2 separate regions of the Mus musculus genome follow, and region 2 is linked to region 1. A link is a contact called in public HiChIP or PLAC-seq data. All regions are on one chromosome and are shown on one strand. Each heading gives the region's core, a stretch centred on a gene start, on an enhancer-like site or on the middle of the called end of the contact. The rest is flanking DNA. Distances are from core to core; before and after follow the strand shown. Region 1 holds the start of 1700054K19Rik (RIKEN cDNA 1700054K19 gene). Region 2 overlaps Lmcd1 (LIM and cysteine-rich domains 1).

What was found. HiChIP or PLAC-seq counts read pairs in DNA pulled down with a chosen protein or histone mark.
Region 2: a contact with region 1 is called in an H3K27ac HiChIP or PLAC-seq map of heart atrium, with 9 read pairs. The contact joins the enhancer-like site here to the promoter of 1700054K19Rik in region 1. A contact is called at or near these places in 4 of 484 Hi-C or Micro-C datasets (liver, uterus and ventricular fibroblasts), 8 of 115 datasets of contacts at active chromatin or transcription factors (T-cell acute lymphoblastic leukemia, cardiomyocytes, embryonic fibroblasts and 3 more) and 1 of 9 other capture datasets (embryonic stem cells).

Annotation. Positions count from the first base shown.
Region 1 is chr6:112,209,391-112,212,072 of GRCm38.p6, forward strand. 1700054K19Rik (RIKEN cDNA 1700054K19 gene) reads left to right here and starts at 1,318. Exons shown (of 3, transcript NR_027865.1): 1 at 1,318-1,374; 2 at 2,128-2,192.
Region 2 is chr6:112,326,734-112,329,415 of GRCm38.p6, forward strand. It overlaps Lmcd1 (LIM and cysteine-rich domains 1), which reads left to right. Exons shown (of 6, transcript NM_144799.2): 5 at 1,930-2,145. Among named protein-coding and RNA genes, the nearest start is that of 5031434C07Rik, 38 kb to the left of the region's middle. Within about 2 kb of position 1,333, at least 7 of the 459 cell types and tissues checked have an H3K27ac peak or open chromatin away from gene starts, as enhancers often do.

The DNA of each region.
Region 1 (2,682 bases), core at 68-2,567:
GACATGGAATGTCTAGCTAGGGCCACACTTGCCCACTGAGGTGCAGGGAGAGGAAGAACAGCAGTGGTGTAAAGTGACAGCAGGATCCTACCTCTAGTATCCTCACTCGTGCAGGCAAACACTCTTGGGGAGACCCCAAAATGGCCAGGATGTGAGGCCAATGCTTGTTCTGACCCTGCTCCTGTAACAGAGAAGACCTTATGATACAGACTTGAGCTCCATCCCAGAGATAGCTGGCGGAGTGCAGAAGAGAGTCCAGGAGAAGTGACATGAAAAGTCACATCATGGCATTTAAAAGATTAATTCAAGGCCACTTAGAGAAATGACTGCCGAGCAACCAGAATGGTGACAGCTGAGACCTGGGCACAGGGATATGGAAATCCCACAGGATTTGGGGATCCTAGTGCTCTGGGAAACTGCGACATCAGGAGAGGTTAGAAAGGTATTGAAGGGCAGGCTAGCCCCAGTGCCAGGAGCCATTAGGCGATGTGGCTAGTCTAGACCAAGATGTGTGCCAAGTGTAAAACGCCTTCCAGATTTTGGAGACTCAGTGGGAAGAGAGAAAGTTAAATATTTTTATATTGTTTGCCTGTAGAGATGATAATATTTGGGATATATTTAGCTCAATAAAATATACTGTTAAAATTAATGTCACCTGTTTGTTTTTACTATGTGAAAGTGGCTACCAGTTGATGGCTGGTATTTGGTCTCCACAGGCCACACTGGGCCTATTGGTGGCAGGGGTTGGGGGAGCATCCAGTGAGACCATAAAGGGATGAAGGCTTAGCCTGGGATAAGAGAGACACCAGACTTTCTGCCCAGAGGAGGGTTTAGGAAGAGGGAGCTGGGGTTAAGGAAGGATATTTCAAGCCAGTGGAACTTTCTAAATCAGAAACAGGGCAGGAAGGTGAGTGAGCTCTTCAGAAGAGAAAAACATCCAGCAGGTCAAACTTGCATTGCTGCACAGTGAACAAAATCCAACAAAACCAAACCACGGGATCCCATTACATCCCTCTGTGGCTCATCCCTACTTCTCTACCCCCTACCCCCGCCCTCCTCACCACCAGTTAATCACAGAACCTAGCCTTCCTGCAGGATGTAAAACACAAAGCCAGAAAGATCACTTTCAGGGCACAGGAAAGTAAAGAGGAAGTGCTCAGGAGAAGGCTTTGCTCCTCTTGTTAAAGAGCCAAGAGAAAAACTGAAGCCCATGGGCCCACAGGCAGCAATTCCCAACAGTGTGGTCCTTTGTGCCTTCCTTCAAGCCGGCTGACAGGAAGGGCTGTTACCATGGAAATGGTCCCAGCCAGGAAGCACAGTGGAGCAAACACAGACAGTCTCAGGGCTTGCTCTGTCCACAGAGCCGACCAGTTGGTAAATATTACACCAGGCGCATACCAGAGACACAGAGCAAACAGTTTGTCATCTGGGAGCTGCACTGGCCTGGCTCCAGGGGGAGTGTTACGCTGGGAAAGTGCAACGCTTGGATCCCATATTACCAGGGCATTGCCCAATGGGAGAGAGAGCCATCGTAAGATGTAGGGGGAGGACTGTATTATACTTGTGCTCTCATAGTATGTAACCTTGTAGGCACTGGTACCTGAAGAGACATTAAGTCATTCTGACAAAGAAACAGGAAGTCGGTACCTTTCTGTTCAGTTTACTTACCTTCACCAGCGTTGGATGCCCTTGAGAGAGCCCAGGTTCAGCTCCCAGCACCCACTGGCAGTTCCCAGCAGTCTTTAACTCTAGTTCCAGGGTATTTGATGCCCTCTTCTGGTCTCAATGGAGTACTGCATATACATGATGCAAGTTTATACATGTAGGTAAAATACTCATATGTGTAAATTCATATATATATGTATATATATATATATGATATATATGATATATATATCATCTTTTAATAAACCCATCTTGTATACATCACAGGGTCAATGTGAGCATTTAACAGCTAAGGAATGAAATTAATATGATCCGATATACAGTAGGTGCTCGGTGAACATTACTTTCACTTTCTACTGCAGTAAACCCACATGTGCAGTACTTCCCTTCTGCACACAAGTATAGAACACCATCTTGCTTACTATTCATTGCTCTTAACTGCTCTTAACCTATTTTTCACAGTGCTTGGAATTGAATCTGCAGCTTCAAGCTGAGTCATGCTGTCTGCCCATGCGCTCTCATTTCAGGTAATACTACATCTCATGAAGAAAATCAAAGCTACCCTGACTTCCCCAGCACAGATGACTGGTTAAACTACCAGCTGATAAACCACTCCCCCCCCTTAAGCCACATCTTCTGCGTCCTCTGCCTATAGAATTGACAGTCTAGGTATAGACATGCCAGTCACTGGGGTTCCTCTAGCCAGAAGTCACTGCTCTAGTCTGGCAAGGTGTCCTTTGTTCTTGGAAAGTTTAATATCCAATGCCATAGGTATCAAAATATGTCCTCCTGACCCCTAGCCTGAGGTGACTAATACAAAAGCAGGTTCCTGGGCCTAGTTCTAAATCGGCTCAATCAGATCATCAGGGGACAGAGGCCAGGCACCTACATCTTCAGTGTCATTTTCAGAAGATATCTATGCCCAGACTTTCAAGAACTCAATTCTCTGAATCATTCCTGCTTTTTTTAAATCTTGGGTGCTTTATCCACTTGTTGTTTGTTTGTTTGTTTGTTTGT
Region 2 (2,682 bases), core at 83-2,582, 120 kb after region 1:
GGTATGAAAGGATGGATACATGGATGGATGATGGATGGATGGATAGATGGATGGATGGATGGATGGATGGATGGATGGATGGATGGATGGATGGGTGGGTGGATGGATGGATGGATGGAGAAATAGGTGGATTGGTGAATAGATAGATAGGTGTATAGATTGATATATGAGTGGACAGATAGGTGGGTAAATGGATGCGTAGTTTTGTGGGTAGGTGGGTGAGTGGAAAAATAGACAGATAGATAGGTTGATGGATAGATGAATGGCTACATAAGAAGAAAGCTGTGTAACACTCATAAATCCAGGAGATTTGTCAACCAGTGGTTCTGAAAATACCTGTGAGGTCAAGGTCTCATAAAGATTCCATATATTGTATGTAGCTACTTGAACCCTGGAAGAATAGCAGGCTCTTTAGAAGAGGGCAAGGACTAAGCTTCTGGGAAAGAGAAAAAAGAAAGAAATCTTCATTGTGATAAGCCTGACAACCAAGTGTAAATGGGGTTCAAGGTCAAGGATGTTGACCTTGGTCAACAATCTTCCTTAGGAGACATAATGACAGCAAATGCCCCTGGTAGCAGGTAAGGAAAACAGTGATGACCTCTGGAGTCCCCATCTCAGTCTTAGCCCATAATGGTGACATCAGGAAGATTCTAACTGGCATACATTTTACCAAGTATGTGACCATGACTACCCCAAACTGTCTGGGACTCCCAGAAACCCATTCCCTCAAAGAGGAGCCCACAAAAGCAGAGGACTAAGGATGGGGACCTGGGTGTGTACCAAAATAGAGGAAGGAGGATCACGTGACTTCTGAGGATACCTGAATGAGGTCCCTCGGTGACTTACTACTACTGGCTCATGGGCAAATACAAGTCATTAAGAACAGAGAAAATGGTACATGGTGTGTGTGGATTCCCTTTTTTCCCCTATAAATCTTAAATGATTCAAGAATAAAAAACTGATCAGAAGACAATACAGGGCAAGAAATCTATTTAAATTAGGCAAAAGGAAGGATTCCTATGGCTTAGTACTGTATGCGGACAGGATTTGTTTATATTTTCTTAAGGGGACACACAAGTACCGCAGCACACATGTGGAGTTCAGGGGACAATTTGCTAGACTCAGTTCTTTCTGTCCACTGTGTAGGCTGCAGGGGTCAAACACAGGTCATCAGCCTTGGCACAAGCACCCTTACCCATTAAACCATCTCAGGTCCCTGACTAACTTCTGCGAAACTGACGCTGGTTGGATTTTGATGTAGAGTCAAAGACGCATATCCTGTTTTCTTGGCCGGCTATTAAAATACTCCTCCCTTCCTAGTTCAACTTATCAGCTGGAGGCCAGAGTTCCTCCACAGATTTCACCCAAATTGGCACCAGGCAAAATACAGACAGACCAATGGTTAAGAGACTCCAGCTGGCCTAAGTGAGTCATTTAAAAGATTTTCAAACTGTATAGTTTGAAATCGAGTATTTTGGATTGTTCTTCTCACTAATTTTTGTTTGTCTGTTTTAGAAAATACAGTTGTTTTCGGGCACAAAGCACATCTGTTAACACACCATATAAGCTTATGCCTATGATTATGAGGGGGTCAGTAATTTAAACATCTATAGTTTTCATTTCTCCTAAGGTGGACTATCAATTCCTGTTTTTCACATCAACAAAAACGTTGTAGAGCTCCTGGTAACCATGAGTACCTAAACAGTGAGGAGACTAGTGAAGTTGAGAATCTCGGGGACAGAGATGCTACTATATTTAGTCCTCACAAGACAGACAACACGTTTATCCCGCTTTACAGGTAGCCAAACCAAGGAGCAGAGAGGTCTTTTAACTTGCCCAGCACTATACAGAAAGTAGAAAAGGTGGGACTGGAATTTTTAAACCCACATCACATTGCCCCTCTCTCTCTCTCTCTCATATCCCTTCCAGGTCTGTGAGCTCTGCAAGGGAGCAGCCCCAGTTGACAGCCCTGTGGTCTACGCTGACAGGGCTGGATACAGCAAACAGTGGCACCCCACGTGCTTTCAGTGTATCAAGTGCTCAGAGCCACTGGTGGACCTCATCTACTTCTGGAAGGATGGTGCACCCTGGTGTGGCCGCCACTACTGTGAGAGTGTGCGGCCCCGGTGCTCAGGCTGTGATGAGGTGAGACTGGTAGGCTGATGGCCCTGTTATATAGTGCAAATCCCAAGGCCAACTGCTGTGGCTTTGCTGATGATGTATTCTTCATTTGAGAAAATTGGGCTGGGCCTCACTGGGTACTCTAACCCTCTATTTTCTCATCTATAAAATGGACCTGAGCTAAGAAAAAAAAATGGTGACATACGTTGCTTATAACCCAAGAACTTTGGAGGTTGCATGTAGGAGGACCACCCTGATAGCTCAGCTAGTAAAATGCTTGCCCTGCAGGTATGAAGACTTGAGTTTGAATCCTTAGACATCAGTATTGTAAAAATAAAAAAAATAAAAGAAGAAAGAGAGAGAGAGAGAGAGAGAGAGAGAGAGAGAGACAGAGAGACAGAGAGACAGAGACAGAGGCAGAGAGGCAGAGAGAGAGAGAAAACCAGCCAGGTAGTGTGGAGAGGAGGTACAGAGAGATTATATAATTTTCCAAGTTTGGCAAATATCTAAGTGACAGCCCATGTTTGTGTCCTGTTGTGCTACAAAGTCAGAAAGTCCAGG